7 separate regions of the Mus musculus genome follow, and regions 2, 3, 4, 5, 6 and 7 are each linked to region 1. Evidence: chromatin contacts called from public Hi-C, HiChIP or PLAC-seq and Micro-C data. All regions are on one chromosome and are shown on one strand. The core of a region is the stretch at or near the end of the contact, and the rest is flanking DNA. Distances in the headings are between cores, read along the strand shown. Region 1 holds the start of 8430419K02Rik (a long non-coding RNA gene). Region 2 has its middle 87 kb from the start of Gm39602. Region 3 overlaps Etaa1 (Ewing tumor-associated antigen 1). Region 4 has its middle 42 kb from the start of Gm39602. Region 5 overlaps Gm39602 (a long non-coding RNA gene). Region 6 has its middle 25 kb from the start of Gm12018. Region 7 has its middle 23 kb from the start of Gm39601.

Region 1 (3,158 bases), core at 337-2,836:
ATTTATTTACTTTTAAAAATAATAATAAACTTTATAAACTAACCGTCCTTTTACTTCTGCCTCCCCAGTACAAGCCCGGTGAGTCAGCCTTTATTATCCTGGAGGCTCTAGCCTAGTTGGGGTAGGAGGGGGCGGGGTGGGGAGAAAGCCGGGGAGGGGGGAGGAGGGGGAAAGGAGAGGGTGGTGAAAAGAACAGGGGGAGAGGCTGGGGGTGGAGGGGAAGAGTGAGCGCAAGCAAAGGGGGGCTGGGGAATGTGGAGATTAAAAAGAATCATGATCATTAATGTCTAGGAATTAGAAAAAAATAAAGCAAGCTTTTGTGCCATGGTTTCCCCCCTCGGAGTGAGGATTGTGCGAGCCTTGCTCCTCAGGTCTCTCTGTTCCTGCCCCTGACACCCTCCCGTTTAATTCTGTTTTAGCTTTTCCTCTTGTAAATTTCAGAGCCAGCTTTGAGGTTATTGACGACACTTATCGGAAGGAGGAAAATAATAGAGGTGTGGAGAGTGGTTTTGATGTTTCTTAAAGGACAAAAACAAAACGCCCTCCCCTAAACAGGGCACACAATTATACAGGCTTCTTTTTTGGGGGTGGGGGTGGGGGGGTGGGGGGAGTCCGCTGGCTGAATGAGACTAGTATGACTAAGTTTCTTTTACAAAAAATTTAAAAATGTTACCCGATCATATTTAATCAAATGTAATTATAACACATTCAAAATGAATAATATGCCTTGGAAGTATTTTTATTGTTATTGTTCATTGCACGATGTTCGACTGCTTTAGAAGCACAGGAAAGAAGCAAACGCGCTACAAATGGGGAATTACCCTCGTTTAGCATTAAAATTCATTTAGATAAAATTGCCACAAACATTTAAATGGGAAGATTAGTTCCCCCTCACGCCTTATTGCACTCGCTCAATGGTTCCGTTAAGAACATTTTACACGTTGGAAATTCCGTCTTCTCAGACGGCTTGCTGTTTCCTAGTTACACACATTCAAAGCAAAGGCTGCAGCCACGGCAGCCGCAGCAGCGGCAGCAGGGGGAAAAAGTTTGGCAACTGGTCTGCAATTCATCCGCTGCGCCCCTAGTTTCCCTCCACCCTCCCCAGTTCCCCCCCATTAACAGCCCCCCCCCCCGACTTATGTGTTCGAAGAGCCCGGCCTCGAGGAGCCAAGGTTGGTTGTACAGTATTGACAATATTAAACTACAAAGAAATGGAAAGAAGCCGGTGGGTCCCTCTCTGCGTCTCCCGCTTTTGTACGAGGCTGAGGGTTGAGTGCAAATGTGCCGAGTCGCCCGCACCCCGACCCCAGGGCCGCCGGGCGCGCCGCCGTGGCCCGAGACGTCTCCAGGAAATTCGCCACTGCTCTCGCTAGCGCGGTGGTGGAAACGTGTTAAAGGCTCAGCTTGCAAAGTCCTGGCACCGTCCAGTCCCTCCTGGCCCTCTTCTCGCCCCACCCCTCCCCCCGCCGCTCCCCCCCCCCCCCAGCCCCTCACCCCTGTCCTTTCTTTTGAGCCGCAGGAAAAGAGGAAAGTCGTCTTCTACTGCCACCTTTTGGGGATTTGGAAAAACGACGCAGTAGGAGACCGGAGGGAGGCGGAGCGCGGCAGTGTGTTTTGAGGGGGCGGGGGGGAGGGGGGGGGAAGAAACCCCCTTATGATCATGCGTCGGAACTGGCGCCCTTAATCTGATGCTTAAATATTTGATGTGGAAAAATTACCCATAAAATTAGTTACTAACAATTTCAAATTGAAATCACTTATCGAATTATAAGCGCATTAAAGCTGTATGGATGGTATTAGGAGTTCCTTTGGAGGCTGTCTCCTCTCGGGGAACCCGGCCCACGAGTTTTACCGCGGGGAGAGGCGTGCTAGGTGGAGCCCTGGGGAGACCAAACGACAAGGACAGCAGTTGGGGTGCCGGGTCCTAGCGGGCCTAGAGAAGATGGATCTGGGTATGGGGATCGCATTCCGGGCAGAAGCGCATACTGAGTAACTCCAGGGACAAAGTCCGAACGTTGTGAAAGGGGAAAACTGCTCTTTTACGCTGGAATTCCGAGCCTTCAGTGATGCTTTCAGCTCCCCCTGTGTAGGCGGGAGGGGGGTGTTGGGGGTGGGCTGAGAGGAGTTTTGAGATGTCTCTAATGAGACCGCCGCGGCCGGCTCACCCAGCTCCAGCCGCGTCTCAGACTCCCTTTAGTTTCCCTCTGCACGACATCGGGGCTGGGGCTGGGGCTGGAGCTGGTACGTGGGCGGGTGGGTCTCAGTTGTGATCCCACACTACTCCGAGGTACTCGGGGTCTGCAGAAGAGTCCTATGCTTGCCCCCATCCCCACCTCCGCCATCTGAAAGTCAAAGTTAAGAAGAATTAACTGTCTCGGTAGCCTGGGTGTCCATGAGTTAGCGCAAAAGCATATTCAAAGACTTCTTCGGCTCACTCTGGGCTCCGTCAATTGGAACCCCTCAGAGTGGTTTGTAGTTGCCAGAATGCTTTCACAGGACTTTTCCAGACGGAGCCCCGGCTTCCGAATCCCAGGGCGCTCATGGGAGCATGTCGGTGAGAGCTTGGGCCCTGGAGGCTGCCTTGAACAGTCAGGCTGGGCAAGAGGGTGAGCTTCCAGAGTGTATAGCACTCCGGTAGAATGGAGAAGAATAGTGTCACAGTGTGTTGGGCAGAAGCTCCTTCAAGTTTCCTTAAAAGTCCTAGAAACTTCCCCCACTTTGGATCCCACAGGCCCTCGGCCCTTGGGAAGGCAGTTAAAGCAGAAATTGGTGATATAGGTTCTCAACGGGTGTTTGGACCGTAAGCAGGGAGGTGTGGGTTTGTGTGTGGGGCGCCCAGTTTGAGTCATCATTTTTCCTGGTCTCTTCTGTGCTACCCAGCACCCCCTGGCCCTTTGGCAAACCATACCATCAAGGGTAGACGCAGCATTAGAGGCTAAGAGCTCTCTGGTTGGGGGAAAAGATCTGGGCGGGAGAGTTGGGGGTCTTCCTGGGAGACTGAAGCCAAGAAATAATGGGAAGGGTAGGGTTCTCTTTCACATCGAACCAGCCTCCCGCCGCCCCCCCAAAAAGTTTAAAACATTCTCTTCCAAGGCGGAACTGAAAGAAAACACAAACAATATATTGGGCAATCCGCTAGACGTTTGCGTTGTAGAGTC
Region 2 (3,158 bases), core at 313-2,812, 950 kb before region 1:
GATCAGGGGTTCCAGGCTTTGATACGTAATGAGTTCGAGGTCATCCTGAGCTAGGTGAGACTGTCTCAAAAGCTAAAATCAAGGGCTGGAGAAATGGCTCAGTGGTTAAAGACCCGAGTTCAAATTCTAGCACCCACATGACAGCTTATAAGTGTCTGTAACTCCAAGATCTGACACCCTCAGACAGACATACATGGAGGGAAAACACCAACACACATAAAATAAAGATAAATAAAAAAATTTAAAAAGAGGAAAAAAAAAATTAAATCAAGCATTACCACCACTACCAACCCCTCCCCCAACCCCCACAACAGAAAACCAAGACGGCAAAGATCTGAAAGTCTTTTCATGTTTGCCAAATTTCTATTGTGTTAAAACAAGTTGCCAAAGATTCCAGGGTTCTCCAGAATTTCTGTTCACCAGAGTTCCGAAAATACTGGATTATTAGTTTGAGCTCAGCTACTTCGCCTGTTTGGTAGCCAGCGCTATAAGCAGAGGCACAAACAGGCGCGCTGGCTCCCTCTCGTGGACAGCATGGAGAAGACACGAGAAGAAAAGGGTGTAGAATCCCAAAGCAGTGTTTCACTGAAATAGACCCAAGCGATGTGGTCTGTAAACCAGCGTCTGAGGAAGTGTTGCATTTTGCTGGATAAGGTAAAAAGGACGGTCCACTGGAGGGGGGTTGTAAGACTTATAAACGGAATGTGCAGGTAGTGAACCAACAAGCGTCAGCCACTTGTTCAGCTCAACCGCAGTAAATGTTCCTGTGAGGGGAAATTCCCAAAACCAAACCCCATAGGGATCTTTCTCCTCCCTCTGTCGTCTCACAATTGGGAGACGCAAAGGGGATGCCAGAGTTCCCTCCGACCAGGGATCCCCAGTATAGCTTGGTCCCACCTTAGCATCATGGGGCTGCCTGGGCAGGAGCATGGGACCCCATGTCTCTAGCTCATTTCCTGTCAGGTGTTCTACTTAAGCCATCCAGCAGCCCTAGAGGGCTTCCAGGCCTCTCTGCCAAATCGAAGAGACTGTGTGCTCAGGGAGATTGGTTGAGGTCTCAGGCTTTTTCTCTCAAAAGGCCCGTGGGGGCGTGAGGTGGGGGAGGTGTTCTTGCTCACCTGTCTGACATTCTCTTTTGTGGTCTCTAGGTTGTTTTTGTCTTAGTTTTCTTTCAATACTTGGCCTCTTGTAGTCCAGGGTAGTCTCAACCTAGGTAGGCAGTAGAAGATGCCCCTCCCTCCTTCCTGCCTGCCTGCTGGGGTTACAGGTTCCTGCTCTTTTGTTTAGATGGTAAAGAGGCAGAAATATTTCTAAGTACTAGGACAGCTCATGATAGTGGCACTCACGAGTACCCAAGATCCATCTGCCTCCCGACTTAGTGTGGAGGTCACTTACTCCAGAAAGACCCCCGTTGAGTCCCCCAGGCACCATGAGGCAATTCTGTCATGATTCTGTGGGAGAGGAGGCATTCTAGAGGAAGTGATAATGTGAACAAGCTGAGCTCTCTGGTTAGCTGCCGGCAGCTGCCTGTGAGGATGATCTGTCCTCTCAGCTCCCTGCTGAGACAGGGCCCTGCCTCCCTGCTTTGGGTGTGTCAGCCCAGAATGCCTTCCAGGGGCTGTAGGGGCCTTCCCCAGCTTCTCCCTGCCTAAATGCCACTGCGGTGCTGTGCCTGCAAGCCTCCAGCTGAGGAACGAGCTCCTTTGGGGTGGGTGGATGCCAGGGCTGGATCATGTGCAGGCAGGCAGAGAGGCGCATGGATGCAGGAGAGAAGGAGGTGGCTGATAATGGGCAGTGGGCAGGGGAATGGGGAATGAGGAGGTGTGGGAGAGGCCTGATGACCCGCAGTCAGGTTTAGCCAGGTGGAGGAAGAGGGCCTGCTGGGGAAGGACTTTGAAGGAGTAGATACCTGGAGGTCAACTCTGCAGCCTAGCCTGCGGCCACTTGGAGTCACTTCTTACCACTTCATTGGCTGACCAGAGCTCCAGGCCTCCAGGCAGCAGCTGTGTCGTGGGTCCCCTGCTTGACCCTAGGGTTTCAGGGAAAGCTTCCCATAATGAAATTCTGGGCTGAGTTTCAAGAATGAGAAAGGATGTTCCAGGGAAATAGAGCACCCTACTTAGATGTGGGCAGGAAGGACCCTGCCTGTGTGCTAGGCTGCGGAGGGCATGCCACGCCTCTGGGATGTGAAGTCTGCAGAACTGTGAGTGGGCACATTCCAGCCCAGCTACCCGTCGGGGAGCCCTGGAAGCTTGAGGGTTGGTGCTTGGAGTGAGGAAGGACAATAGTCGCAAATGTCACGTGGTCATCGAAGAGGCCCAGAGTGTCCAGAGCCCTGCAGTTCCTAACATTACAAGGGACATCCTGTGCCAGCAATTTCAGTGGATAGTGAGGCAGGCCCCCAGGGGTCAGTGGAGACAGGAGGTCAGAAGGAGGAAGCAGAGAGCAAAGACAACCAAGACGAGATCAACTCTCAACAATGGGCTAACAGGATTAAAACAAAACAAAACAAAACAAAACAAAACAAAACAAAACAAAACAAAACAAAACAAAACAAAACACCAGAAACAAAACAAACAAAACCTCAGTGGAGAAGGAGGACCAGAGGCAGAGGGGGCTGTGTCAGCTCTCTGATGTATTTAATGGAATTATGAAGTGTATGTGTTTAAAGAAAGCAAATGATGTAGTAAGTGATGTTCAGATGAAAACCAAACTTTAGAGCAAAGTGGGAAGTCAGGAAGAGGGCCAATGGTGGTCACAGCCAGCCAAGGCCCACTACTCTAGGGTCAGAGAGGATGTGGAGTGACAAGGCAGGCAGGCTCCCTGTCCATTTCCTGGTGGGACTAGAGGTAAGGGCAGAGAGCGAGGATGATGGAGGTAAGGAAGGAGAGAGGTCAGTGGGCAAGAGGGTCCACCAGCTCATGATGCCAGTGGCGGAGAAGTTCACTAGGTGGTACAGGTCTGGGCGAGGCCAGAAATGTGCGGTGCGGGGTGTGGTAGAAAGCCCTGGTGAGAGGGAACTGTGAGCCCAAGGCTTCATGTTCTCCATATATGGGAGTCAGGAGACGCCGGTCAATATGAAGTTCAAAAGGAACTTTGGCCACGGCGCTGTCAGGGGTGTCAAAGACAGTGCCGAGGAAGGAAGATTGATGTCCTAG
Region 3 (3,158 bases), core at 215-2,714, 940 kb after region 1:
TCTGGTCGAGCTTCTCTATCATATAGGTTAGACAGAACAATTCAAGCTGTTCTTTTTCTTTGTGTACATGTGTGTTTGAGTCAGGGTCTTGCTCTGTGGCCCAGACTGGCCTTCAACTCTCTCTGTTACCCAAATGGCCCCACACTATCAGTGATCCTCTTGCCTCAGCCTCCCTGTGCTTTTAAGTACAGATGTGTGCCACCATGCCCAACTTACTGTGCTACTTTCAGAGTCACAGACAAGGTCAGCCTGTCCTTGTGTGAGACAATCTTAACTGTTGCATGACTTGCTTCAGTCTGTTCGTACTTAAAATAACTGGAAGGCACAGAAACACTTTAAAGTACATTAAAGGCTGCTTGTTAGCAGTACTTACATACATTCTTTATCTTAAAGAACTAACTAATCTTTCCAGGATTCAAAATTAGACTTTCTATTCTCACTTTTCTTATCACTCTAATTTCCCTTCTAATTAATTATTTAACTTAAGTGTTTTTCCCTCTGTCATCCCCCCCTCCCTCCCCTTTTGGCTTTTAAACAATGAGCCAGTAATAAAGCCTTTAAACTAAAGGGGGCGGGGGTGGCAGTAAGGATGCTAGTAGTTTTTTAAATGCTTTTTAAATAATATGAAGAAAATTATAGATATGAAGTATTCATTTTGATCTGATGTTCACTACTGTTCAGGTGTCTTAGAGCTTTGACAAACTGATAGTTATGTATCATTTTTCAAATGTTATTTTTATATATACAGTAAAACAGATTTTAGTTTCCCTGTATTATCAAAGAGTATATTATAAAGACCTAAATAAATGTTTTAAGTTATTATGTAAGAGAGTGAAGAGACTAGATTCCTTTTCGGTTTTTTTCTTTTTTTTTTTTTTTTTTTTTTGGTTTTTCGAGACAGGGTTTCTCTGTGTAGCCCTGGCTGTCCTGGAACTCACTCTGTGGACCAGGCTGGCCTGAACTCAGAAATCCGCCTGCCTCTGCCTCCCAAGTGCTGAGATTAAAGGCGTACGCCACCACACTCGGTTTATATTGCTTTTCTAGTGAGTCTGAATTCAATCTGTTCTAAGTCTCTCTTTGCTCAAGTTCTCCCATCACTTATTTTCTGTAGAATTCTTTTAAGTCATCCTGCCCATCCTTTTACACTTGGCCTGGTGAGTCTGTTTTTTTGTTTTTTGGTTTTTTTTTTTGAAATTTATACCTGACCATCCTCACTGAAATTGATACTAAGTGACTTGTGTTATCTTTCTAAGGAAACATAAAAACACTTCTGGATAGTGGAGATGTGCTGGTCCAGCAGGCTACCCCTCTCTGCCTTTCATACCACTCTGCTATCCTCATTCTTTAGTGTCTTTGGAAGGACTAGTATGCAAAGGGCCACCTAGTTTGCATGAGTTGGCACTTTTCCTGTCTCCCTGGGATGTTGTGTAGTGGGTTGGCTTGATGCTGCTTATATTCTTATGCTAATATTGAGCCCCATGACATGGTTGTCCCAGAGGAGATAATCTGTATGTAAACCTAGGTGATACTGTGACCTTGCCCTTAAGTTATTTTTGATTTGTAAATAAAGATGACAACAGCCAGTAGCAGGGCAGAAGAGACATAGGTGGGTTTTAGGGTTCCTGGGCTTGGGGTTGGAGAAGTACCACAAAAGGGAGAAGAAGGTGAAGGAGGAAGGAGAAGACACCATGGGTTAAGGGAATTCATGAAAGCATGGCCCTGAGGGCTAGTCATTTGGAGTTAAGAGTAGCCCAGATGAAATGTAGTGAAAGACCCACAACGTGAGGACTCCCCCACATTCTGACTCAGGAGAGGCGACACCCCAAAATCACCCACAAGAAACAGTCTTGCTGCAAACTGCAAGAGGATTTTTATTCAAGAGCGCTCTCGGGCCCATGGTCATACACCACGCAGGGGTAGAGGACCGGACCGTGCCCCCCCCTCCCCCGTAGCTGGGTCAGGGGGTATTTAAAGGAAGAAACCACAACTCAAGGAGGTGGGAAGGGTGTTGTTGGAAAATACCAAAAATACCAGTTAAGAGTCATAAGGAAGTGCAAAGTTACAAGAGTTACAAGGAATACCTGGTAATTGTGAGGGTTATTTCTCAAGACAGTTTCTAAGAGCCCTTAACAATAGCACATTTGCATAGCGGGTTCCAGAAATGGTCAGGGTGGGTCAGGGTGACTTTCTTTGAGTGAATACTGCTTGAACCCAGGAAGTGGGTGGGTGGAGGGATGTCACTATCTGTTTTATGATTAGCATACCTTGGAGCATTGAGCCACAAAGATCACATTCCCAAGCCTGGGCCCAAAGGCCTAGAATTTTGTTTTTACTACTCTTTCATTAGTACATGGTAATTCAGGGTTGTTGATAGGAAAGTAAAATCTAATAGCATAGAGGGTAGATAATCTGCCCAGCTCTTGTGCTGTTTAAGGCTTACTGTAAATAATAAAAGTTGTGTGTCTTTTGTCCAGGAACTGAATGAACAAGGTGGGGTAGAAACTCCAGGTTGGGATTAACTTCTATAACAAATGTCTTCAAAAGACAAACCGCTTGGTCGGCCTGGCACCAGTAGTGTTTCAAGCTCTTTGGCTATTTTTGTTTCACTGAAAGTTTAATTCAGCATGACCTTATTAGAGAAAAGAGCACCCATACCTGCTCCTTCTCTCCTTTTTTCCAGACCCCCTCAGAGTTCCTGGGGACCAAAGAGCATACATTGGCTGGTCCAAAAGGAAGGGGATCACTTGGTACTGTGGAGACTTGACTCCCCAGAGAAGGGGGATGCTAGAGGGGAGAAGTGGGAGTGGGTGAGTGGGTGGGGGAACACCCTCTTAGAGGCAAAGGGGAGGGACATTAGGGTGGAGGGGAGACCAGGAAGGGGAACATTTGAAATGTAAGTAAAATAATAAAGAACAAATACCTTTCTGCCTCTGCTTACTACTGCTCTGTGATGGCTGCTAATTATATTTTGAATGATTTTAACTCAGATTCTAGTTGTGGACTTTTTGTCGTGTTCCACTTAAATCATTGTAATTCCTATTCATTGAGCTGTTAGAAAATGTTTTCTGGGAACAGTTGACATTTTATTTAACACATAGTTGATTGAAGTGTTAAACTGAATTTAAATGGATCAAAACTTGATGTTCAGCTTTTCCCAG
Region 4 (3,158 bases), core at 252-2,751, 910 kb before region 1:
TCAGGATTAGAACTCAAGCAGGTCAGAAAGCAGGAGCTGATGCAGAGGCCATGGAGGGATATTCTTTACTGGCTTGTTTCCCCTGGCTTGCTTAGCCTGCTCTCTTATAGAACTCAAGACTACCAACCCAGAGATGGTCCCACCCACAAGGGGCCCTTCCCACTTGATCACTAATTGAGAAAATGCCTCACAGCTGGATCTCATGGAGGCATTTCCTCAACTGAAGCTCCTTTCTCTGTGATAACTCCAGCTGTGTCAAGTTGACACAAAACTAGCCAGAACAGTATGTATGTATGTATGTATGTATGTATGTATGTATGTATGTATGTATGTATGTATAATGTTGCTCTCTTCAGACACTCCAGAAGAGGGCATTGGATCATATTACAGATGATTGTGAGCCACTATGTGGTTGCTGGGAATTGAACTCAGAACCTCTGAGAGAGCAGTCAGTGCTCTTAACTGCTGAGCCATCTCTCAAGCCCTGTAAAGTGTTTTTAAAATTAGCAATTAATGGAGGAGGGCCCAGCCCATGGTAGGTAGTTTCATCCTTAGGCTGTTGGTCCAGGGTTCTGTAAGAAGACAAACCATGACGAGCAAGCCAGTAAGCAGCACCCCTCCATGGCCTTTGCATCAGCTCCTGCCTCCAGGTTCTTGCTCTGCTTGAGTTCCTGCCCTGACTTCCTTCAGTGATGAACAGTGCTGTGGAAGTGTAAGCCAGGTAAACCCTTTCCTCCCCAAGTTGCTTTGGTCCTGGTGTTTCATCACAGCAATAGTAACCCTAACTTAGACATGAGTTGACATGACAATGAGGCAGTCTATGGAAGGAAGCAATGAAGTAGGGGCAGGAGGATTGTGAGTTACAGGCCAGCCTGAGCTATAGTACAGTAAGACTTTAAAAGACAAACAAAATAAACAGCAGAAGCAGAAAAGAACCGACCTCCTAGAAGAAATAGAGGAAATCATAACCATCATTTCAAGGAAAATCCAATAAGGCCTGGCGGCAGCTTCCAACAACTCCCCTGTTGCAGGTTTTGGACAACAGGGATGAAGAAAACAGTAAGATGAAATTCCAGGAAATAACCCAATCAGGTGTTGCTTAATGGGGTCTAGTATCATTAAAATCCAATTCGATTCATTTGGAGAGTGAAATACCACAAGTGCCGCTCCACCAGAATGGCTCCGGGAAGATGGAATTTGTATAAGCTGGGTTAATTCCTTGATCACCAATTTAAATAAAAATTGATAAAACATGAGGAGGTTGGCAGGCATGGAGGACTGGGATAGCACAGAGGGTACCAGAGGAGCCTTTCCTGCCAAAGGGAATTGGCAAAGAACGCAGCTTCAGAGCCGGCGTCCTGGAAGCCACAAGCGGTGGAGACAGAAGACCGCCTGCCCTCCCGCCCGCCCGCCTGCCCGCGTGCCGCTGTGGAGCAGGAGCCCTGCGGGGCCAAGCAGCTCATGAGGGACCTGCCCTGCTGACCTGCACATGTGGCTTTCTGGGCAGAAATGTGTGTTTCTTTCTGCGTAGAGTTGTGCTTCCTGTTAACTGGTGAGCAGCTTAATGGCTTGTCATTAACAGGTTGTATTTTTGGAAAACATAACAGCGACAGAGTCTCTCTGGGGCAAAAGACTCTGTCTCAGGCGCTGTCTCTCTCAATGTAGCAGTTATTGCGGAGTTGCTCAGTTGCAGATTTTTACACAAAATGTCTCCCTGGAGGTCTGAAAGAGTTGGAAGTCTCCACAGGGGCCCTCTAGACCTGTCATGTGCCCAGCCCCTCACTTTGTGCTTCTCAGCAAGTCCTGTACCTTTTCCTTTGTATTTGAGTATCAAAACAGATAATGTGTCCAGTAAGAGAGACTCCTGTGTGTTGCCTTTGAGTTCAAGGAAACATTTAGGGATTCTGGTACTATACCCTACTATGTGTCAGCCTAGCACACATAACTTAAAAAATTCTTCACAATGCATTTATTAAAGGAATATAATGATCCAATGGTCTTTTGGGCCACAAATGCAGAGGTCCTCTTCCTTCCTTCCTTCCTTCCTTCCTCTCTCTTTCTTTTTCTTTCTTTCTTTCTTTCTTTCTTTCTTTCTTTCTCTCTCTCTCTCTCTCTCTCTCTCTCTCTCTCTCTCTCTCTCTCTTTCTTTCTTTCTTTCTTTCTTCCTTTCTTTCTTTCATTCTTAACAGACTTAATTCATTTATTTTTCTTGTATAAAACCCTTATGTGGTAGCCGCAGCTGGAGCCTGGGTCCTTTGGACAGAGACTCTGGCATGGATTTTCCCAAGATGCTCAGTGAATTCCTAAGAAGGAGAGTTGGTGAACACAGTCTCTTTCCAGAGGTCAGGGGTCAGATAGTTGTAGGTCTTAGAGATGCTATCAAAGGTGATCTTGACAAAGTTGCCTAGGGTGGCAGTGCAGCTCCTGGCTGATGTGCAGCAGTTGTCTATACCGGCCATCATCAGTAGCTTCTTGGGTACAGGAGCAGAGATAATGTCAGTATCTCTGGGGGCAGGGATGAGACCCACCAACACAGAGCCACAACGGCCTGTTACCTTCCATGAAACAGTGTGGGGCTTGACAATCTTGTTTAGCCATTAGCCTCTTGGCACAGGGACAATGGTCAAAATGATGGCCCCTCAGAAGGCAGTGGCTACCTCCTTGGAACACTCAACACCAAGACCAACATGACCATTATAGTCCCCAACAGTAACAAAAACCTTGATCCTGGTCTGCTTGGCCAGACAGAGTCTGCTTCGGAACCTCCTCTTTTAGGGATGCACTCAGGGAAAGTCAATAATCCTGCATTCCGTAACGGGCAGGGAGAACAGCTAGATCTCCTCCAGGGATTGATCTTCATGTCCTTAACCAGGCAGCCCAGCTTGGCGATGGGCAGCCACTGCTTGTCGTCAGCTTTACCTCCACGAGCCCCACAGTCTCAACCAATGCCACAGCCTCATCCGTGACTGTGGCACCTATGACCACTGCCAAATCCCATGTGGAGGTCACAGTGGCCTCCTGATCCTGGGCTCTGGGTCCTCTAGGTCCTCCTGTTGCTCTGACATCACTGGTCATTTGGTGCTTTCCCAAAGAGGAAGGAGAATGAGAAGAAGAAAGAAGGAGAAGGAAGGAGGGAGAAGGAGGAAGGAGGAAGGAGG
Region 5 (3,158 bases), core at 423-2,922, 860 kb before region 1:
GACGAAACACCCATACACATAAAAGATTAAAGATATCTGCCTTTAGAACATTAGCTTGTGGCACGTGTCTCTCTAGTTCTTACTCTGGTTCTGTGAGCCATGTGGACTCTCTGTGCACAGTTATGGACACACACATGCCTGGGTTTGTATGTGGAAGTCGGAGAACAACTTTCCAGAGTCAGTTTTTCCCAATTAACCATGTGGGTCCCAGGGGTCAAACTCAAGTCATCAGACTTGGTGGCAAGTCCTTTTACCTGCTAAGCCATTTCACTGGCCCCTTATGGCAAAATACTGACTCAGAGGTGTTTAGGAGTGAACAGATAGCCCTCCCAGCCCTCCTGTCTTTCTGAAGGAATCTGTCCCAAGCCCTAGGTCTGCAGGCTTTTTCCTCCTCTCAGAAGTAGTTCAATTTCTCTCTTCAGAAGCCCTTCATCTCCCAGAACAGCTTTCATTACAGCAACATAAATAAAAAGTGACATAAAATTATATAGCCTTGTGTAAAGTAGTTTAAGGAAAATGTCTTTTACGGCAGCTTTTATGATTTCACCAATTAGTTATTAGACTTTCTCCATTTTTAATTTGCCATCCTCCAAGTGCATTTTCAACGTTTCTCCCCTCTCTCCTCTGAGTAGTGGTGTGAGGGCTGACGGGCCCCAGTGTAGGCTGGCTTTCTTGATGCATAGAGGCATTCCATTACAGCATGTTGCTAGATGCGGACAAAGCAAGGCCTGGGGGAGGGAAGCTGGTGCCCAGTTACTTTTAAGTGAAGAGTGTTGGTCTTGTGGCAAGCACTGCCCTGGGCCACCACTAAAGGTAGTAGCAGATAGACCACAGGGTCGCACGGCAGTGGCTGGACCTTAAGCTGATAAATCCTGAGTTTTTAGTGACTTTCCAAACATTCCCAGGAAGTGTGAATTGCAGAGATTTACTCCTGCCAAAATTTAATCGTGCAGAAAAAGTAAAATTTAGATCAGCGTATAGATTATTTTTAATGCGATTGCTCGACAGAAAAGGGCGAGGAAGGCAGAGTGGAGTCCTTAGAACGGGCGAGTCTAGACCATTGCAATTTGATTCATTTAGGGGAATTGTGTTCGGTTTGAGGCTTTGGCTTGGGCGAGGCTGTTCCTTCTGGGAGTGCATGATGTCATTGTGTCAAGCATGTCACAGCCAAGGCATTCTGGTATTTATGTTGGCCTCAGATCTAGCTCAGAGGACATGGCAGCCTCAATTTATTGCTACTTTAACTTTGTTTAGTCATGGAGAGGTTTTATTTATGTTGGTAAATTTCAAACAGTGGCCAACAGTGACCACACAATGAAAGGGCCTGCAAGATCCATCATCGGTAAATCACCTTGTTGCTGAGTTTCTTTAATTAAGGAAAAACTCTGTGTGTTGATCCCTGTGGTTGCTGGAAGGAACGTGGGGCGGGGAATTGCTTTGATTAATCCATCTATCAGCCTTGGAGGGTGAGTCTCCTGTTTCTGATTGTAGCTGGGCAAAGACCTAAATAAAAATTTATCTTGTCAAAACCTATGGTCTAACTGAAAGCAAATAAAAAAGTTTTATGACAGCCACATAAAGTTAAATAAATAGCTGGGAGGTGCACCGTGTCCTGCGGATGCTTCTCAGCAAAGCATGTGGCTGTTTCTGAGGGTGAGCTCAGCGAACTGAGAAATCACCTTTAATGGTCCCCTCGGTACTGTAACCAGCAACTGCTCTCTTTGTCTAACGTTCTAGGCTTTAGTCCCTGATTAAAACCAAAGGCTCGGCCTTGACACTGGGTGCTGTTTGAGCTACTCAGGGTAGAAGGCACAGTGTGTGCTATTCCAAGAAAAAATGAAATAACCAAGTTCTAGAGGAACTTTATATACACAGTGTCCTTAGATCACTTTCACCCTCAAGACCTCCCCCCATCTTTCAAGTGTGCTTATAAAGGGAGAAAACCTTGTCTTTTGCAACTGTGTGGGACCTTTTTTATTGATCTCTGGAAGGTGGTAGTTTTCACAGTGTGGGGGAGGGGAGCAGCAGTGAACTTTTTTTTTTTTTTTAAATGAAATCAGAGACTGGGACTTCGCCTCTGGTTGGACTCAACTCTCAGATATAGTTTTCCCTGTTCTGTAATAGTCTGGAAGAATATGCTGGGACAGAGGGCCTTTCCCACCAAGTATAGACTTCTCTCTCAGCATGGGATCACAGTGGAATACATTTTATTGCTAGTTAAAAAATATTTTTGAGTCAAATGAAAGACAGCAGTTGATGCTGAAGAAGGCTGCTCTTGATACAAGCATGGACTTAGGGTGAGTTGCTTTCCTTTTTAGGTTATGGAGAGGCTGTTCTCCTGGTCACGCTGTAGGAGCCTCTAACAGTGAAGGGCGATCTCTTGGCCCTGGATGTATTTGGCAACCAGTCCCTGTCTGTTTGATAGAATTACACCATAAGCGTGGGCTCGAGGAGTCAGATATGTTGAAGGGCTTGGAGTTGTAGGCACCCGTGTAGACAGTGCCTGTGTTGACAGAGTGAGGCTACGTGTGGATGTCAGCTGACAAATACACTGGCTGTTGCTTTCTTGTTACTGCGTCCTGCCTTTATTAAGGGAGTATGGCTACTGAGTAAGTGACTCAGGCCAGTAGGCATGGTGGTGATGTGTAACTGGGAAGTCTGCTCTATCAGAGTCTAGTTAGGAGATCGTGGAAAAGCGTGATAGGGGTGGGAGTGAGGGTGTGGGTGGGGCACTCTCACTTAACTAACTGGGTCAGTGTCCCTGAGCTGGAGGCTTGAGTTCCTTTAGAGGCAGGTACAGGGCAACACAAAGACCTGCCTTGTCCGGAGGAGGATTCTCAACTTTTTAAAGATTTATTTTATTAAAAAAAGTGTTTGTGTGTGGTGTGGTGTGTGTGTGTGTGTGTGTGTGTGTGTCTGTAGGTACTTGAGGAGGCTAGGAGAAGGCATTGGATCCCCTAGAGCTAGATTACTGGTGGTTGTGAGTCATCCTACATGGGTGCTGGGTGTTATAGTTATAAAACGATAAAGAACTCTAAAATGTTCTATGGGAGTGTGCTGAGGTATGGGGGAAGGGGGTCCCTCGGTGGGCCCATGTCAAGGCATCTCTTCCCCCTGAGGGAGCAGCCACATGATGGTATAGTATAGAATAGAGTTTA
Region 6 (3,158 bases), core at 278-2,777, 810 kb after region 1:
CTCACACACACTCACACACACACACATACACACACACACACACACAACTCCAAGCAAGAATGGGATGTTTGTGACTTACTTTCCCTTGCTGTGATGAAGCAGCATGGTCAAAAGCAACCTGTGGAAGGAAGAGTTTATTTTGGCTTGTAATTCCAGAAAGATAAGAGATATGGTGGGGAGACATGGCATGAGTAATCATGGTGAAGAGGCATGACAAGGCAGCAGAAGCAGGTGGCTGAGCAATCAAATCTCAACCCCAAGAACAAAGGAGAGAGAGAAGTGGGTAGAAGCTTCGAATTCTCAAAGCCCACCCCCTTTGGCCTACTTCTTCCAGCAAGGCTGCAGCTCCTCCTAACCCTTTCCCACATTGCCACCAACTGGGGATCAAGTACTCAAATGCCTAAGCCTAAAAGAGACATTTCTCATTTGAGCCACCATGACACTGTATCATATTTAACCACACACAGTCAATTTAAAATGTGTAGTGTGGACACCACAGTGAATGCAAGAAGAACCCATGAAATGGTCTCATCTGAAAAGGGAATACAGGACCCAGAGTTCTATGTGAACTGCCTATTTCCAGTCCCAGTAGTTGCCTTCCATCAAACAATGTCATGAGCTACCCTAAAATCAAATGGAAGTTAACGTGTAAGAAAGGAGAAACCAATTCCAGGCTAGCTCTTTTGTAATATAATCAACATTGCACTTACGATGATTTTAAAATTTGAAGTTGAATTCCATCTCTTTTTTTTTTTTCCATAAAACTCAAATGGGAGAAAGCACGAGAGCTTAAGGAGATGGTTCCTATGTGTTTCCTGCTGGGACACACGGTAGAGATGACTGGAAGCTAGGACTGTTGGTGCAAGGTATACCATTATTTTATGCAAAGATAGGAAACCCAGACATAACAACTCCTGCTTTGACTTGTGATGCTTGCCTCCTTCTGACCTGCCTTGCTGTCTATAAGCACACCTTCCTTTTTTCCAAGCATCTGATTGGCTGCTCCTTTTGTCACATGTTTTGTTCCACCAATATCACACTTAGTGCATGTTTCTCTGCACTCCTGCCTTTCTTGCCTGCAAGAGTAGTTTTGCTTCAGTGATAAGTAGCAATGTATTTTGTTAAAGATACTTTCAGAGAAGCAGCACCATGTATACAGCGCAATGCATATCATGCCACTAAAGTTAAAAAAAAACAAACAAACAAAGACAACAACAACAACAACAAAAACATGTACAGCTATAGCCAGGATCAATAATGTACAGGTAGTGACTGCTACTATCACTGCCACATGTCCAAAAGTAAGCATAAAACATTGATGAGAAACCACATTCCAATTTCAGAGATGTAATAAAAAAAAATACAATGAGGATCATACCATAGGATGTTCACTTCATCTGTGGCAACCAGTTTGAGGAGCTCATGTGTCTCTTCCCAGTGAAGCTCCCCAAGGGGCAATAGCACTAGCTCAAGCACACCTACACTCAGTGACTTCAGCATGACTCACCGGTGGCTCAAGGCCTACAGGGAGGGCTCCCGGATTTCTGCCAATAAGCTTGCATGTGACTAGTTGTGATTCGGTGGATTTGAAGCATATGGCAATATGGCTACTTGCCACTGGCTTTGTGGTATGCTAGGCCAAAGCTGAAGAATCCCCTTCTGTGTTCACTTTCCTTCTGTTTGTTTGAAGTTCCTTTTCTAAGAGAGTTAAAAATCTCTGCTCTAGTCTTTACTTGAATTGTCAAAGTGGATAGAGGATATCACCATCTAACTTGTCAATCTGCCCTTCAGACAGTAATAACTCAACTCTTCCTATCCCTATCTATCTAGGACAAAACCAAAATCATATTTCCAGTCCTGTGTCTTCTTGTTGGCTCGAGCTACACAGGCTAACAGCTTTGGTCAGTTTGAGTCAGTACCACAGCCCCTGCTCCTTTACTTCCTGAAGGATGGTAACTCATTTTCTTATTGACCTTGAGTGAGCAAGTCATCAGATTTCTCACAGCAAGTCCACTCTGTTTCCTACTTCAGAGCTTATTCATCCTCAAGCTCTCTGGTCTTTATCTGGAAAATGCACTGAAATGCTTCTGCTACATGTATTTATTGTAAATATGTCCCTAAAACTGCACATGATTTAAGTGTGTGGCTGGTTTTAGTTTCTAAATGAATATATAAAATAAACCTGTATACAACTGGATAGCTTCCAGACCTGTGTGTTGTGCATCAGACCTTCAGTTATAGCTTCACCTGCACGAATCAGCTCATGAATGTAAACTACAGTTTCCTCTTTCCGTCGGGTTCCTGGGGAAGTCTATTTGATTTCATTTGGAAACCTGTGGATAATGTTGATTCTCCACTTCAAAACCTTCAATATAAATAAGACGAAACATTAGATATGACTCAGTCCTCAGAGCCACTCATTCATTCTTCGTTCACCCATTCAGTATGATCCATCCAGTATGAGCCTACAGTATAGCAGGGAAAGTCATCTATAAAGACAATTACAGTGCAGTACATTATGTCGAATGTAAAGATACGCTTAAAGCATCAGGACGCACAAAGTCTGTGTATCACTCTGACATCTTCAGAAGCTGCAACCCACCAGAAACAAGCTCCCCGTTATCAAGTTTGACATTCTGAGTGGCTATTGAGGAGAGACAGATGGTGTTTGACCACAACAAAGGGGAACTGAGGAACAGAAGGCTTTGTTTACACTCCAAGTGAGGAAATGGAGGGTTAAAAAAGTAATCACACCAACGCAAAAAGAGGAGGACGATAGCAAAGTATCAGGACTGCAGCTGGATGAATAATTGATGAGCTGATAGCCTTACCGAGCATCTCATTAATATGATGCTGCGGGTTCATTAAGCACTACTCCAGGCTTGTCTTAGAGGGGCCTCCTGAGTCTTGATTAGAGATTGTGTGGCTTTTGCTTCGACATCAGAACTTTGGGTTTTAGGTTCTGACAACTGCTGCTTACACTTCTGTCCTTTACCCTGGCACCTTTTGGAAGCTCTGCTCTATTCCCCCTCACTAATCATGGGCTTCTAACCATGACAGTCAGTCCTAGTAAATAATATATCAAGATAAATGATAATTGTTCTCTTTTAAGTGTCTCCTAATGAGCATCATAAATTAAAAATTAATATTGCAAAGAC
Region 7 (3,158 bases), core at 438-2,937, 760 kb before region 1:
CTGGAGGTTGATGTCAGAGGGAGCAGGTGATACAAGGCTGAGAACTGGCAGTAAGAAGGAAGACGTTTTCTTCTAGTTGTATAACCTTAACAATCCCAATTCTTTGTCCTATTTACCATCAACCTTCATTATTCATGGTAGTTATGTTCTATAAAGTCAGTGAGCATGTTGTAGTAGTAGACACAGCTGTTTCCTCTGTGGGAACTTCAAGGGCAGGTTTATGTGACCCTGTGACCTATGGTCATGATTTCCTCAACTGATGAATCCAGAAGTTTAAGTGTTTACAGTTATTGGTTGACTGGCTGACCAAGTGAGTGAGTGAGTGTGTGAGTGTGTGTGTGTGTCTGTATGTGTGTGAGTTACAGTGCATGTGTGGAGGTCAGAGGACATCTTGAAGGAGTCAGTTTTCTCTTCCACCATGTGTAGTCCAGGGATTAAACTTAGGTCATCAGGCTTGGTGGCCAGTGCCTTTAACTGCTGAGCATCTCACTGGGCCCCATAATTGTATTTTATGTGTGTTTCTGTTTGAAGGCATCTCCTTTAGTAAATATTTATGGTGAACTACTATGAGCTGCATAATCAAGAGACACAACCTGCTGGATGCAGCTGGGTGCTTACCTGCATGGAGTATACCATAGCTGCCTGAAACATGGGACATCAGATAAGCTGAGCCCTCAGCAGCCATTTTAGTTTGTTTACTTATCTTTCATTGTTCATTAAATTTGTCTTTAACTAGTACATAAAACATGAAAATTATATATTAGTGGGGCATTGTTTTAACATATATACATATATATGTACACATACACACATCATACATACATACATACATATGTGTGTGTGATATGAAGTCATGTTAAAATATTTACTCAAACATTTATCAATTCTTCATTGTGGAAACTTTCAAAACCCTTTTGGCTTTGTAAAATGTATACTGAACTACTCTTCTCTATAACCGTGCTCCAGTGTAAGGGGGAATCAGGATAGCTTCCTCCTGTGCAACTCAGCAGTTACTGATCCAGGGTTACTGATCCCATGTTCCAGGGTCAATTTTATACAGCAAAACCACTAACAAAAAAGTAAAAATACAAAACAACTGGTCGTAAGTAGGCATCAAGAAGGATGCTTGTTTATAGCAATCCAGCTGAAGCAATGCAGAGTTTTGCCTTGTGCCAGCTCAGTAGTGGAGTGTGAGCACTGAGCAAGCTCAGTGCCTTGCAGCTCTGCCCATGGCTGTGAGCAGCTTCAACAGGACTGTCTGGGATTATAAATAAACTTGGGTGAGCCTACAGGTTCCGAATTACGGTCTCCACAAATGAGACTGGGCTGCAATTTGATAATTGGTGTTGAAAAGCAAACTTAGGGTTTGGAGAGAGATTGAAATTTTCAACAGGCTTTCTGGGCTCTTAATACTTGTTTAACTGCGAATCCCACAGAAAATTTCTCCAGGATCGAGTGGGAAAGAAGTGGAAGGAAGGAGCTGTGGTACTCATGGACAGAAGCAGAAAAGGGAAGGGCTGTGTGAAGCCCCAGGAATCTAGAAGCAAAGATCTCCGCGGCCAGGGGAAGGGAGGACAAAATGGGGCTGGGTAAGATGAAATGAGCAGGCAGCAGGGTGAGGCCACAAGGAACGCAGTGTGGCCTGGGAACGCGGCAACAGCACGCTGACTCAGACGCTTTTGGCCCAGGACTGCTACTGCTCTGCCTTGCTCTGAGCCCTGTAGTAGTCTCTTGAACCTTCTACCCTGTAGTATCCCTGTGGCCTGACCTGGAAGGTGCAGGGCTCTGGCTCTGGTCTTCTAGCCACATGAGAGATTTCTTGGGCAGAAGCCCTGTGCTATGGACTTCCTTGCAGATGATTTAAGCAAGGACACAGCCCTGCTTTTCGCTTACAGGGAGAAAATTGAAGCTAGAGATCTGATCCTTTAAGAGGCCTTTGAACTTGTAAACCCAGACACATATGTGTCAAGAATGGAAACTGGCAAAGACTGTACCCCATAGTTTGAACTTAATTGCTTTTGGTATGCACTTGAAAAAGATAAAATACCCTAAGACATTTAACTTTAGAAACTCTCTCTGTTATACTGCACAGTAAGTAATTTTCACAAGGATTTGGCTGAGATAGATATTCAGGATCGACACGCAGGAATGGTTTCAATATGTGGTGGGCCAAGAAAAACAAAGTCACTGTGACCCACACTTTGCAGATCTAAGAGGGACAGAGGAGCAAGTAGCGATAATTAATTCCAGTTTTGGAGAAATACTGTAACTCTACAGCCACACGCCTCTGTCTTCACCCTGTTCTGTGTTTCTTGGGGGAAGGGATATAGAGTCTCAACCCAGGGCATATAGTATAGGAGATGGTTGTATAGTGAGGGCCTGCTAGCTGCCAAGTGAGGGCAGAGCTTTGTGTGGTCTGCAATGTAGGAACGACAGAATGAGCTGCTCCATTTGGAAGAATGCTCCGCAGTGATCTTCAGCGAGGAAGCCTGGTGGTCGCTCCGCTGGCTGTGGGGCTGTAGACAAGTAAAGGTGATGCTGCTGCCCAGGTACTTTGACCCCTGTGGTAGTTTGAATGCAAATAACCCCCACAGGCTCATGTGCGAATGCTTGGCCCCCAGTTAGCATTTTGATAGCTAAGTATCAAGAGTGTGGCCTTGTTGGAGGAGATATGTCACCGTGGGTGGGTTTGAGAAATCAATAGCCCATTCCATTCTCTCTGCCTCTTGGTTTCTTCTCAAGAGATAAGCTCTTAGCTACTGCTCCAGCATCATGCCTGCCTGTGGCCATGTCCTCCATCATGATAGTCATGGACTCACTCTCTGAAATTGTAAGCTCCTGCCTTAGTTATTGTTCTATGGCTGTGAAGAGACACTGTGACCAAGACAGCTTATAAAAGAAACTGGGAGCTTGCTTATAGTTTCAGAAGGTTAGTCCATGATCATCTGGAGGGGCATATGCAGACAGGCAGGCAAGAGGCAGGCGGGCAGGCATGACACTGGAGTAGTAGCTGAGAGCTTACATCTGAGCTATGAACCCAAGGCAGAGATAGACTATACTTGGCATGGGCTTTTGAAGCCTCAAACTCTCCTCTAGTGACACACCTTTTCCAACAAGGCCATACTTCCTAAACAGTCCACCAAATAGGAAGCAAAATT

What was found. Hi-C and Micro-C count contacts between places; a contact is called where the count stands out from the background. HiChIP or PLAC-seq counts read pairs in DNA pulled down with a chosen protein or histone mark.
Region 2: a contact with region 1 is called in a Micro-C map of embryonic stem cells, with 6 times the contacts expected there. The contact joins the enhancer-like site here to the promoter of 8430419K02Rik in region 1. A contact is called at or near these places in 15 of 484 Hi-C or Micro-C datasets (LSK cells, cerebellum, cerebral cortex and 7 more), 11 of 115 datasets of contacts at active chromatin or transcription factors (the NIH/3T3 cell line, astrocytes, embryonic hindbrain and 5 more) and 1 of 9 other capture datasets (embryonic stem cells).
Region 3: an H3K4me3 HiChIP or PLAC-seq map of embryonic stem cells shows a contact between it and region 1, with 5 times the contacts expected there. The contact joins the enhancer-like site here to the promoter of 8430419K02Rik in region 1. A contact is called at or near these places in 2 of 484 Hi-C or Micro-C datasets (adipose-derived mesenchymal stem cells and embryonic fibroblasts), 4 of 115 datasets of contacts at active chromatin or transcription factors (embryonic forebrain, embryonic midbrain, embryonic stem cells and 1 more) and 1 of 9 other capture datasets (embryonic stem cells).
Region 4: an H3K4me3 HiChIP or PLAC-seq map of embryonic limb bud shows a contact between it and region 1, with 5 times the contacts expected there. The contact joins the enhancer-like site here to the promoter of 8430419K02Rik in region 1. A contact is called at or near these places in 16 of 115 datasets of contacts at active chromatin or transcription factors (craniofacial prominence, differentiating embryonic stem cells, embryonic basal ganglia and 9 more) and 1 of 9 other capture datasets (embryonic stem cells).
Region 5: a contact with region 1 is called in a Hi-C map of uterus, with 4 times the contacts expected there. The contact joins the enhancer-like site here to the promoter of 8430419K02Rik in region 1. A contact is called at or near these places in 9 of 484 Hi-C or Micro-C datasets (colorectal tumor organoids, embryonic fibroblasts, embryonic stem cells and 2 more) and 14 of 115 datasets of contacts at active chromatin or transcription factors (a beta-TC-6 cell line, bone marrow-derived macrophages, craniofacial prominence and 9 more).
Region 6: a contact with region 1 is called in a Hi-C map of adipose-derived mesenchymal stem cells, with 2.3 times the contacts expected there. The contact joins the enhancer-like site here to the promoter of 8430419K02Rik in region 1. A contact is called at or near these places in 3 of 484 Hi-C or Micro-C datasets (adipose-derived mesenchymal stem cells, embryonic fibroblasts and uterus) and 2 of 115 datasets of contacts at active chromatin or transcription factors (embryonic hindbrain and neural tube).
Region 7: a contact with region 1 is called in a Hi-C map of uterus, with 4 times the contacts expected there. The contact joins the enhancer-like site here to the promoter of 8430419K02Rik in region 1. A contact is called at or near these places in 3 of 484 Hi-C or Micro-C datasets (embryonic stem cells and uterus), 7 of 115 datasets of contacts at active chromatin or transcription factors (craniofacial prominence, embryonic forebrain, embryonic hindbrain and 3 more) and 1 of 9 other capture datasets (embryonic stem cells).

Annotation. Positions count from the first base shown.
Region 1 is chr11:18,876,038-18,879,195 of GRCm38.p6, reverse strand. 8430419K02Rik (a long non-coding RNA gene) reads left to right here and starts at 1,586. Exons shown (of 4, transcript XR_003949854.1): 1 at 1,586-3,158.
Region 2 is chr11:19,828,200-19,831,357 of GRCm38.p6, reverse strand. No RefSeq gene overlaps it. Among named protein-coding and RNA genes, the nearest start is that of Gm39602, 87 kb to the right of the region's middle. Within about 2 kb of position 1,562, at least 77 of the 459 cell types and tissues checked have an H3K27ac peak or open chromatin away from gene starts, as enhancers often do. A contact at or near this core is called in cerebral cortex, cortical neurons and embryonic stem cells, where this site is marked.
Region 3 is chr11:17,936,422-17,939,579 of GRCm38.p6, reverse strand. Etaa1 (Ewing tumor-associated antigen 1) reads left to right here. Exons shown (of 6, transcript NM_026576.4): 6 at 1-827. Among named protein-coding and RNA genes, the nearest start is that of Etaa1, 16 kb to the left of the region's middle. Within about 2 kb of position 1,464, at least 9 of the 459 cell types and tissues checked have an H3K27ac peak or open chromatin away from gene starts, as enhancers often do. A contact at or near this core is called in embryonic stem cells, where this site is marked.
Region 4 is chr11:19,783,569-19,786,726 of GRCm38.p6, reverse strand. It overlaps the pseudogene Gm12029. Among named protein-coding and RNA genes, the nearest start is that of Gm39602, 42 kb to the right of the region's middle. Within about 2 kb of position 1,501, at least 3 of the 459 cell types and tissues checked have an H3K27ac peak or open chromatin away from gene starts, as enhancers often do. A contact at or near this core is called in embryonic limb bud, where this site is marked.
Region 5 is chr11:19,735,590-19,738,747 of GRCm38.p6, reverse strand. The region is part of intron 1 of Gm39602 (a long non-coding RNA gene); the gene reads left to right. Among named protein-coding and RNA genes, the nearest start is that of Gm39602, 5.5 kb to the left of the region's middle. Within about 2 kb of position 1,672, at least 35 of the 459 cell types and tissues checked have an H3K27ac peak or open chromatin away from gene starts, as enhancers often do. A contact at or near this core is called in uterus, where this site is marked.
Region 6 is chr11:18,069,505-18,072,662 of GRCm38.p6, reverse strand. No RefSeq gene overlaps it. Among named protein-coding and RNA genes, the nearest start is that of Gm12018, 25 kb to the left of the region's middle. Within about 2 kb of position 1,527, at least 30 of the 459 cell types and tissues checked have an H3K27ac peak or open chromatin away from gene starts, as enhancers often do. A contact at or near this core is called in adipose-derived mesenchymal stem cells, where this site is marked.
Region 7 is chr11:19,639,895-19,643,052 of GRCm38.p6, reverse strand. No RefSeq gene overlaps it. Among named protein-coding and RNA genes, the nearest start is that of Gm39601, 23 kb to the right of the region's middle. Within about 2 kb of position 1,687, at least 41 of the 459 cell types and tissues checked have an H3K27ac peak or open chromatin away from gene starts, as enhancers often do. A contact at or near this core is called in uterus, where this site is marked.